4 separate regions of the Mus musculus genome follow, and regions 1, 3 and 4 are each linked to region 2. Evidence: chromatin contacts called from public promoter capture Hi-C data. All regions are on one chromosome and are shown on one strand. Each heading gives the region's core, a stretch centred on a gene start, on an enhancer-like site or on the middle of the called end of the contact. The rest is flanking DNA. Distances are from core to core; before and after follow the strand shown. Region 1 overlaps Utrn (utrophin). Region 2 holds the start of Fbxo30 (F-box protein 30). Region 3 overlaps Utrn (utrophin). Region 4 overlaps Utrn (utrophin).

Region 1 (2,700 bases), core at 176-2,675, 1.3 Mb after region 2:
AACACAGAAGCAAAGTCTCAGCCCAGATGAGGAGCACTGTGATTACCAAGACGCATCTGCCCTGGGTGGAAGAACATTGAAGAACTCATCAGAGTCAGTAATTAGCCTGTAGCCTGTCCGCTTAGGGAGCACGTGGCAAGCGCGGTTAGGGTACCAGGCTCTGCTCCTTTAATGGAGACAGTGCTGGCAGCACTCGATTCAGTGTGGCTACTATTTAAGAGCAGGGAGGAATTCCATGGAGGAGGCACATACAGCTTGCAGAGACCAGAAATTCTCTTCAATGAGTTCTTTGCAGTGATTATTTAGAGCGCCTGTGTTTTATATGCTGTTCCACCTGCATTTTGTGTTTTAAAATAAAAAGCAAGTCAGGTGTGATGGTTCTACCACCTAAGCACATGGGAGCCTGAGGCAGAGGGATCGAAAGTTTAAGACCAGGGTGGGACACAAAGGGAAAAAAACCTCTGTAGGGTTTGTTATTTGTTTGCTTGGTTGTTTGCTTGCTTTTAAAATACAGACTAGAGAATATGTTAGTCAGTAAAACTCTTGCATAAGGAGCAGAGTACAAATGCCTAATACCCATGTTAATGTCAGCCAGCCTGCTTGTAATCTCTGTGCCTAAGAGGTGGAGACAGAAGGTTTCCAGAGCAAGGGAATGAGCTATAATAGCCATATTGGAGAACTCTGGGTTCCTGTGAGAGACCCAGTCTTGATATATAAAGTAGATAGCAATTAAAAAAAAAGACATGAAATCAATCTCTGGCCTCTACACACATGTGCACATGCATGCATCTAACCCTTATAAAGGCACCTGTGCTCACAACACAGGTATACACATGCATGAGCATACACACACACACACACACACACACACACACACACACACACCCCGCTAAGCCTAATACAGTAACTTAGTCTGTAAGAAGACAAAAGAAACTAGTATTGGTGTCTATCCTTCAAAACTGCAGCTCCTATCAATAATCAGGAAGGGGTTTTGATTCCCCAGCCTTAAAACAAAACATGCATTCTATCTTTTGCAAAATGAGAGAAAATAAGTAGGGACACATGAAGTATCTGCTTACAAATGCAGAGTATTAAAATCGAAGGTAAGCAATGAGACTGGTGTCTCATGGCCAAGGAACAAGATCTTCAAAGACAGAAGTAATTGCTGCCTGCTGTTGTTCATATTCAATGTGTGTGTGTGAGCGCGAGTGTGCGCGTATATATGAAGAGAGTTACAAGTTCAATATGCCATTTTTCCATACACCTGGAAATCATGAGTCAATTTAACACTTGTAGAACCGTATTTCCATAGCCTAAAGGTTTATGCTGTTTTAAAAGTAAGGAGCCCAAACAGGATAAAGGCCCTGATTAGTTAATCCAGTCCTTAGCTTCAGATGTCAACCCCCCCCCCCCAGGATGGGGAGTAGGGCAGACCAGGCTCCTCTTACGGTATATAATAGGAACTGCCAATCATGTGATCTATAACCCACAGACTCCAGGAATCTTCAGTGAAAATTGAAGTTCATTATACAGCAAGAAGTCTTAATCGCAACATGCCAACTAAAATGAAATCAACAACATATTTCCACATGCTGGGGGACCACACAGTTTAGAAAAATGAGTTAGTAAGTTGGGTTAGTCCAGTGCAGAGAGCAACAGGAATGAAGAAAATTTCCCAAAGCATGTATGCAGTGGGAAGGAGCAGAAAGATGGGGGTTGGGAGGAGGAGAAGCAGCAGCAGCAGCAGCAGCAACAGCAACAGCAGCATTGAAAGTTTAAGTTCTAAAGCAACATCATGCACTGAACTTCTAAAGAGCTGAGCTTTGCAGAAATGCTTCTGGCATAGAAACCAATAATTTCAGGTTGACGTTTGAAGCACTTGGAGGTCACACGTGTCAAAGAATAGGTAGAGATGTGTGGCTCAGTGACAGAAATGGGGCTTAATATACATATAGTTCCAGAATCTACACCTGGTATTAAATCTTCACAGAGGGCCTAGAACCTGCCACTCCCCTCCCAGGGCTAAAATCATGAAAGAATACTACATAAATATAGATTTTAAAAGAACTGTATACTGAGACCAGACGTAAGAGATGAAAAAAATCAGGTTAAAAGTCTTGTTTACATATCAAAAAGACTGAAAGTAGTGATTCTAGAAATACTTGTTAACCAATGTTCACAGCAATATTGTCAAAACAGCCGGGAGGGAGAAATAGCCCAGTATCCACCAACAGATGAACCGATAAGCAAAATCTGTCACATGCATAATAGAACAAAATCCATACTGAAAGAAGAAGGAAATTCTGACACAACCTAGATAAATGTTAAGGGCACCGTGCTCAATAATAAACAAACCAGCCACAAAAGACAAAGATAAATATTTTGTTTTCCTTTATGTGGTGGACTTACTGCAGTCAGGATAGATATGGGGTATAGAATGGGGGTCTCCAGGGGCTGGCATCAGAGGACATACTGTTTAAATGGGTAGAGAGTTTCTGGTGTGGATGGTGAGAATGTTCTAGAAACAGATGCTGACCGCTGTCACATACCACAGTTAATATACTTAATGCCACTGAAATGTGCACTTAAAATGGTTAAAATCCTAAATTTTATGTCTTTAGCCCAGTTTTATAAATAGATATAACAGTGAACTCCTATAATCTACAGAGGTTCCTGAAAGCTTTACAAACAAAACCCATG
Region 2 (2,700 bases), core at 182-2,681:
CTGGGTGGCTAAGCCACATAAATGGTAGTTTTGTTCCACAAGTCTAGCCCAAAGTCCACATATACTTCCGAGGACATCTTTGAAGACCTTTGATTCCTGGTAGTCTCTGGTTGCCACTTATGGAAGAGCAGAGGCTTCTGTTTGCCCTGACTCCTACTCAGCTTGAGGTGGGAGATGACCTAGTGTCAACTAGGTGATTTAGAGAGGCAGAAAGCCCCAAAGTACAATCAATCAGTATGGGAATGTTGAAGCTGTAGAGAGCCTTTGGGATTCCCTGCCGCAGTCCCCTTATTTTGCGGAAGGGGATGTAATGGAAGGATGTGTGACTCAATCGCGACCACCTGTCATGCACAAGCAACTCTCCCACCATTTCATCTGTCTGCTTCACTTTTCTTACCTGGCCCCTTTGGGTCTCACGCTCTGGGCTGACCGAAAAGCGCCTACCTCCTACAGCCAAAGCAGGCAAAAAAAAAAAAAAAAAAAAAAAAAAAAAAAAATACAGCGTCCTAAGCACCCCACATATAAGCACTAAATATTTCAAAAATCTGAATGTCTTCATTAAACCAAACCAAACCCCTGACCTTTACAGTGTGCTCAGTCTTAAGCTCCCCAGGGTTTTGTGTAGTTGTATGAAAGTGCTGGTTTTTAAGGTGAAGGACGGTGACTCTCGTGAGCCACCGTTTCCAACAGCTGGGGAGTAAAACTGCAGTCACCAGAACGGCCACCCAAGGGGGTTTTCTCACCTCCGCCCCTCCGCCAGCCAGGGCCAAGGCTCCTTCACGGTGGCTTTGAGGTGGGAGTTGGCAGGAGGCCTCCAGACGGGGTGGGCGTCGGTGACATCACCGTCCCTCAGCCTCACGCCCGGGCCTGGCGGTAGTAACGGGGACGCCTACACGCGGGGTGTGTAGCCCTGGATGGCCACGGGAAAGCTCCGGCCCTAAGACGTTTCCCAGAAGCCGCGCCGCGCCCTCTGGAGGCCGCGTGGCTCGCCCCACCGAAGCCGCCCGCCGCGGGCTGACGAGCAGCAGAGCCCTTACAAGGGGAAACGGGTCACAGAGCAGAGCGGTCACCGAGTCACAGGGCTCGGGCACGTGAGGTGGTGGCAGTTACCACCGACAACGGGGGCTGACCTATTTCCTGCGAGTGCGCGCTAGGAGGACGGGTCGCGCTCCTGGGCCTGCGTCCTCCACAGTGCCACAGGGGCTCGGAGAGTCCTTCCAAAAACAAACAAAAAGCAAAGGCGCGAAAGGCGGACCCGGCAGGGAGCACCAAGGGAGAGGCTGCCCCGTGGGTTCTCTGCGCTCGGCCTGACCGGCACAGGACAGCGTGCGCATCCTCGCCCGCTGTGCGTGCGCGTGCCCGCTCACCCGCTGCCGGGCCGGGGGGCGGGGCGCAGCGGGGCGGGGCGGGGCGCGCGAGGAGGGCGGTGGCGGTTGGAGGCCGAGGAGAAAAGGCGGCGGTCCGGGCAGGGCGGAGGCGCAGAGGATTGGGACGGGACGGGCCCCGTGCGTGGTCCGGTCCGGTGCGGGGACGCTGCGGAGCCGCCGGGCGCTAAGGCCAGAGAAGCCAGGGTTTGAGCGGCGCTTCGGCCCGCGCGGGCTGGTGAGTGTGGCGAGGCCGCGGGAGGCTGGCGCGGGGACGCGGGCGGGCGGGCGGGCAGCGGCCCGGACGGCGCGGGCCCCGGGGGCGGCGGGGCCGGTGGAGTCGGCGCAGTTCAGAGGCTTCCGTCCGGCTGGCCCCGTCCGGGTCGCGCCCGGCCGCCCGTGTGGCCTGCCCTTGAGGCTCCCGGCAAATGGCGCCCCGACCCCCGGGGACGCGGAACCGGGTGAGACCCCCACCTCCGCCCCCACCCCCACTGAGCGCAGAGGAGCCCCGGGGGACCCCGGAATGCGTGGCTCGCACCCTCTGCCTCGTAGGGACTTGAGGAGTTTGGGCGCAAACGGGTTAAAGGACGGCGAGGCATCTCCAAGTGTCTCCGCGGGATAAGCGAAGTTGGTAACTTTTCCATTCATGGAAGTGAGAGGCGCGGAGGCTTAGCTGTGGCCCTGGTTAAAGCGAGACTTAGGGATCACCCCCCCCCCCCCCAAGTTCCTGGGTTCCAGCTCGTGGAGTCCCAGATTGGAAGCAGGACAGGGAACGCACGGCGGATTCAAAGTCACTCGGGGATTACATTTTAACCTCGACGGAGGCCTGTGTTTGCCGCGTTTCTCCTGCTCCCCTCTCCCTTCTTTGAGTCCCGTGGTAAATCCCGGATAAAATAGATGCTTGGGAAGGAATTGACCTTTTCTTCCATGATTGCTTTGTTGACTGTGATCCAAGATGAAGTTATTTACGGGCATTCTGGTATCAAAGAGGGTTAACGTTTTTAAAACGAAGTCTCAAAAAGTTTCTGAGGTTCTTTTTTTTATTTGTTCCCTGCTAAATTTCAGGCAAAGTAAGTTACATTAACACGCTCTGCACGCTTTTATGTTAGTTTTCCCAAACAATCCTGTGTTGACTGACAAAGAGACAAAGGATACCATGAAGTATCCCTGTTTGATTTTTCTAAAGCATACAGTTTCGTTGAATCACTCTTCTTTATGCTTAGTCACTGTTTCTTGCTGTAGTAGTTTAGTTGAGGACAACATGTTTTGCTAACTTCTTAGATCACCAGTTTATACCCGATACTTAACATAGGGACATAAGCTTTTGTGTGTGTGT
Region 3 (2,700 bases), core at 48-2,547, 1.3 Mb after region 2:
CCCTGGCTGTCCTGGAACTCACTTTGTAGACCAGGCTGGCCTCAAACTCAGAAATCCACCTGCCTCTGCCTCCCGAGTACTGGGATTAAAGGCGTGCGCCACCACAGCCCAGTTGCTCATTGTTTTTTCAACTTCAAGATGAGAACAAGTACCTAGGCATGCCCAAGACTACGGGTGATGAAACATCTACACAGGGGATTTCCTTCCTAGTACAGTGAAAATACAACGAATGATAACTAAAAGAAAGTATAGCAATGACTTAAGCTACTTTCTCTTTCTTTACCCCTCAACCGCATGGTTCTTTGTAGCTCAGGATAACCACTGTGACCACCTGAAATGAAATGCAGAGAGACACTGAATCTGGAATCAGAAAACCTGTCAACAGTGCCAGTTAAATCATGTACTGGCCAAGCATCGCCTACTCTGTGCCTTCACTGTGGAGTTAAAAGAGCTTGTTTCTCCAGATGTTACATAGAACTGGTGACAATTTTCTTTCCCAGACAGATGATAGGTAGGAAGATAGATAGATAGATAGATAGATAGATAGATAGATAGATAGATAGATGAAAGATATGTAGATAGATGATATATAAATTAGATAGATAGATAAATAGAAGATATATAAATGGATAGATGATAGATAAAACATATAAAAATATATATTAACACTATCTTAAAAACACATAGAACGTTTACAATCCTATTCATTAGGCGTCTCTGTCCGTGTTTCATTAGACGCTTTCCCATGGAGTCTAGGGTTGTTGCTTTCCTGTTAATTTTTATTGTGCTGTGGTTTTCTATGTCAACAGTTTTTGTTTTCCTAGTCCTTTTACAGTAGGAAAAAATACAGACACCATAAATATGGCCTGAGAAGGTGGCTCACTGGATAAAGTGCTTGACTTGAGCTTGATTCTCAGAAACCACAGAAAAATGTTTGTTGGGTATGGTGGTGTGTGTGCACTGTCTTTGTAATCCCAGAGCTAGGGAAGTCTAAACAGGGAGAATCCACCCCAGTCTGGACAGCTTGGTGAGGTCAGGCCAATAAAAGATCCTGTCTCAAAAGAGATGGTCACTTTTGTGAATGTGGTGTTGAACAGGTATGGAGCCCATACACAAATGTATATAAGTGCTTGGCCCATAGGAAGTGACAGTATTAGGAGCTGTGGCCTCCTTGGAGGAGGTGTGGCCTTGTTGGAGAAAGTGTGTCACTGTGAGGGCAGGCTTTGAGGTAGCATAAGGTCAAATGTGGCTGGTGTGACACAGTCTCCAACTGCTGTTTGAGGATCCAGATATAGAACCCTCAGCTCCATGTCTGCCTGCACTCTGCCATGCTTCCCACCATGATGGTAAGGGACTGAACCTCTATACTGTAAGCCAGCGCAATTAAATGTTTTGTCTTGTTTTGTTTTTTTAATAAGAGTTGTCAAGGTCATGGTGTCTATACACAGAAACTGTCTACCAATTCTATAATAAACATGCACAAATATGTATTAGGAGGAGGAGGAAGAGAAGGAGGAAGAAGAGGGAGAAGAGAAGGAGGAAGAGCAGGGAGAAGGAGGCACCCACCCTGAAAACCAACACCTTCCAGCAACTGCAGGGAATTGCCCTTAGGGCCTTACATATGTTAGGCAAATGTTCACCTGGCACAATACACAAAGCTTTGATACTTTAACATTTCAATACAAGACAGAGAGTCACTAAGTTATACAACCTGACCTTCAGTTCACTCTACAAACCACCCAGGCCTGGAACAATCTTCCAGCCTCAGCTTCCCAGTTAGCTGAGAGTACAGAACCTGTACCACCAGGCCTGACCCAACTACTTCACTTTCCATTCTAGAGGGATTCCGTTCCGGCTTTATCAGGCCATGCTGTCACAGCGGCCAATTATTTATTAAGCATTAAAAAGCACTGTCCGCTTCTGTGACTGAGCTTTGTTACAAATCAGTCTTTCAGAACTTCACAGACCTGAACAAACTAGAAAAAGAAAAATGAAAAGCAATCCTCTCCCACACTCCACATCCTTTCCAACTTCAATTACTTGGACTCATTTACCTTGCCTGAGATGAACAAACTTCGAGCAAGTGAGAAAACGACAATGGTGTGACATTGTCTATATTCTCCTATCCCTGCTAATTGCTTAATTTCCAGAGCTAAATATAAACAACTAACTTCCCTTTGAAAGGCCAGCAGGGCTCTGCCGAGAACCAAGAGAAAGCGGTTCGTGCCTATAGCTTTCAGATCCATACATACAGGCTGGAAATTTCCATTTGATACTTAATAAACTGCACCCCAGAGGAAACACAAGTCATCAAGCTTTTAGTCACGATGACAAAATAGCATTTTCTGAATCTAGAGTGCTATGCCAGCTCTCTTCTCAGAAAGAACTTTCTGTTTACTCCCTACTGTATCCGCGTCAGTCACGCAGAGTTCCAACTAACGTTTTTTGTTCTTAAAGAACCACTTAACTTTGTGACCGGCATTTGGGGGTGGGGGTGTTTTTCGAGACAGGATTTCTCTGTATTTTCCTGGCTGTCCTGGAACTCACTCTGTAGACCAGGCTGGCCTCGAACTCAGAAATCCGCCTGCCTCTGCCTCCCAAGTGCTGGGATTAAAGGCGTCCGCCACCACCACGCCCGGCTATTTTTTAATCATGTAAAAAGCACTGCATTAAATCATAAGTGAAGTCATTGGTAACATG
Region 4 (2,700 bases), core at 87-2,586, 1.3 Mb after region 2:
AGGCTCACTAATCCTCAGGAGTGCGAAGGCATGCCAAGCTGCTGGTCTCTACGATAGATCAACCTAAGCAACCCAGAATCTTTAGCTAAGTAAGACATGTTTCAAATTCAAGCATACAGTTCCATGAGAAAGCCAAGGAAGGCCCCGGAACCATGGAGAAGCACAGGAAAATCCAACCAATAAAATCCAAATCCAAATTACCTAATGAAAACCACATTCCAGTGTCAAAATGAAAAGGCCTGTATGGCTTCCCCATGAACTTCCAAAGAGCAGGCTGATAAAGTAATATTCTACATTTAAAAACTGTGTTGCGTATAGCTTGCTAAAAGATAACTTACTTGTAATTTTATAAAAGCAGCAAGAGATTATCTAGGGTTAACATAAAGAGTAGCTTTGGGGAACTGATATTTTCTCCTACAGTGAACTTAAGCGTTCCTTCCCTCTAAATACCAAGCTCACATGTCTTAAAACTGTAAAAATAAAGTGTTTTTTTTTTCTGCATAAAACCTAACAGATTTCTCCTGATGTGGCCAATACAAAGAACCCTGAGAAAAGAAAGAGATTTTAGGAGCCTGTAAAGCAAAGCATACGGGGGTCAATAGGTGGCCACAGATAAATGGCGGCTGGCCGATTCACAAAATGAACAGCTTCAGGCATGGGCAAGAACATTGTGCCTGCTGTAAGCCCATTCTGACTCAAGAAAAGACCCTTGTTTATTTCTTGTGAAGCAAATCACCTCATTTCTCCTCTTCATAACCTGCTAACTTGGAGGTCAGAACTAAAATAAAATAAAGTATAAAATAAAATAAAATCGCTCCAAGCCCCTAATCCCGAGGAGAGATTTCTTCTCATTGTCGCCTACCACGGTGGTTCCATTAGGAGACGCTACCCCATCCATTACAGCGTTCCAGTTCACATGGGCCGGCAGTGCAGTCTGTCAGCTGCAAGCTATTTAAGGTAATATACAGCCCCAAAGGGCAGAAAGTTCAACCAGGAGATGGAGGCCTGAGCCCCCTGATGAAAGGGGTGAAACCTCCTTTCATCCCAGGAAGCCGGGGCATAAGACTGTGCACAAGGTCTTATTTTATAATGTTCACCTTTAATAAATGCCACATCTATTTTGATAATGATAAGGGTGGGTGTTGGGAAATAAAAAAAAAAAACACCATTCATAAGAAAAAAAAGTTACTACTTTAGATGTTTCCATAGTTCATGGCCAGAAGGTTTTAACAGTTATGGTAAAAGCACAAAGAGCTTTTTTTCTTCCCTGGGAGAGTGGGGAAGGGGTTCAGGGGCAGGCCCGCCAGCTGATCCACTTCTGAATTAGCCAGCCAGGTGCAGGGGTCAGCTTTCCACGGCCCTCTAAATAGTTAAGGATTCAGAGAGCACTATAGTAGGTTATTCAGAAAATAATACCGAGACAAGTTACTGTCCCCAAAATATATCCTTCCCGAAAACAATGCAGCATCAGACAAGGGTAAAATGCTCTTAACAGCCAAGCCTCAGTGTAAGCGCATAGGACAGATGTGGCCACGTGACATGGAGCTTTAAGAAGAAGGCTCTGGAAGGTTTGGCAGCTTTGTGGGAATGCCCAGGTTAAAGAAATCAAAGTCTGTACACTTTCCACAGGAAGCACAAATACAGCGCCCCTAAAGACAGAGACAGTAATTTTCTTTGTTTATCTCTCTCTACTGCACCCACCCTCTGATTGACATGCTGTGTCTTTGCCTGACTCCTTTCTATGGGTGTTCTGCGCATTGAGCTCTACACTGGTTCTTTGTTTCTTCTCCACACTCTTCTTCTACCAAACACAGTCAGTCAACCCAGACCATGACACAGAAAATTGTGGGCTGTTTAGAGTTCTGCCTATGCCTGGCAGAACTAGGGTAACCACTCCATTTCCTGAAGATTACTAGAAACTGCCCAGTCTGGGGACAGAGGATAATTTTAAATGCTTATGACCTTTGACACAGAAATTCTACCCACAGGAATTCACAATAAGCTCCATTTGGACAGGAAACATGTAAAGAAATGATGGCAGATTCACGCATTAAGGAACACAGAAAAGTGGATAGGCTGGCAAATAAATAGTGCACAGAGAGAAATAAGCCATATGTGTATCTTCAAAGGGGAGGAGGATGATAAAAGCTTTATTTAGTAATAATCTATGGTAAACGGAACAATCAAATGATAGAAATAATGGCTATCACTCAGAAAAAATGTAGAAATGGACATGGAGAGATAAAATTTATCTTAAATCTCCTTGATTTAAATTGAAAAACATTTTTTTACCTGATCATGTAATATTTTTTTTCACACAAAATGAAGTCCACTAGAACACTCCCAAGTAAACCATGTTCATCCTTTTAGGTCGCTCTCCATACCACAATGGCAGCATCATTTTACTTGACAGTTAATAACACAGCACACAATCTTTCCCCCCCCCCTCCCTGAAAGTCTCAGAAGTTTTGAAGTGCCAGATGGTCCACCATTCTAACAAATCAGCCCTCAATAAAAACTGGCCTCAGCAGAACAGGGTTTACAAATGGCAAACTTTTCTAAAGGCCACAAGGACAAAGCCCTTTTGTTCTGAAAAGTTACTCTGTAACCAGCAACACCTGCTTATTTAAATGATAACTGTGTCTAAATAGGCAACTATATCATTCTAGCTTCTCTCTCTTCAAAGTGATCTTTACTTCT

What was found. Promoter capture Hi-C pulls out the DNA fragments that hold promoters and counts their contacts.
Region 1: a contact with region 2 is called in a promoter capture Hi-C map of frontonasal cranial neural crest, with 4 times the contacts expected there. The contact joins the enhancer-like site here to the promoter of Fbxo30 in region 2. A contact is called at or near these places in 6 of 39 promoter capture datasets (the 3T3-L1 cell line, cranial neural crest, frontonasal cranial neural crest and 2 more) and 3 of 115 datasets of contacts at active chromatin or transcription factors (all in embryonic stem cells).
Region 3: a contact with region 2 is called in a promoter capture Hi-C map of embryonic stem cells, with 5 times the contacts expected there. The contact joins the enhancer-like site here to the promoter of Fbxo30 in region 2. A contact is called at or near these places in 9 of 39 promoter capture datasets (the 3T3-L1 cell line, the HPC-7 cell line, cranial neural crest and 6 more), 1 of 484 Hi-C or Micro-C datasets (embryonic stem cells) and 3 of 115 datasets of contacts at active chromatin or transcription factors (astrocytes and embryonic stem cells).
Region 4: a contact with region 2 is called in a promoter capture Hi-C map of cranial neural crest. The contact joins the enhancer-like site here to the promoter of Fbxo30 in region 2. A contact is called at or near these places in 4 of 39 promoter capture datasets (the C10 cell line, the HPC-7 cell line and cranial neural crest) and 4 of 115 datasets of contacts at active chromatin or transcription factors (astrocytes, embryonic limb bud, embryonic stem cells and 1 more).

Annotation. Positions count from the first base shown.
Region 1 is chr10:12,574,821-12,577,520 of GRCm38.p6, forward strand. All of the region lies in intron 50 of Utrn (utrophin), which reads right to left. Among named protein-coding and RNA genes, the nearest start is that of Gm25139, 210 kb to the left of the region's middle. Within about 2 kb of position 1,426, at least 5 of the 459 cell types and tissues checked have an H3K27ac peak or open chromatin away from gene starts, as enhancers often do.
Region 2 is chr10:11,279,899-11,282,598 of GRCm38.p6, forward strand. Fbxo30 (F-box protein 30) reads left to right here and starts at 1,432. Exons shown (of 3, transcript NM_027968.3): 1 at 1,432-1,602.
Region 3 is chr10:12,607,199-12,609,898 of GRCm38.p6, forward strand. All of the region lies in intron 50 of Utrn (utrophin), which reads right to left. Among named protein-coding and RNA genes, the nearest start is that of Gm25139, 240 kb to the left of the region's middle. Within about 2 kb of position 1,298, at least 22 of the 459 cell types and tissues checked have an H3K27ac peak or open chromatin away from gene starts, as enhancers often do. A contact at or near this core is called in embryonic stem cells, where this site is marked.
Region 4 is chr10:12,551,760-12,554,459 of GRCm38.p6, forward strand. The region is part of intron 50 of Utrn (utrophin); the gene reads right to left. Among named protein-coding and RNA genes, the nearest start is that of Gm25139, 180 kb to the left of the region's middle. Within about 2 kb of position 1,337, at least 28 of the 459 cell types and tissues checked have an H3K27ac peak or open chromatin away from gene starts, as enhancers often do. A contact at or near this core is called in embryonic stem cells, where this site is marked.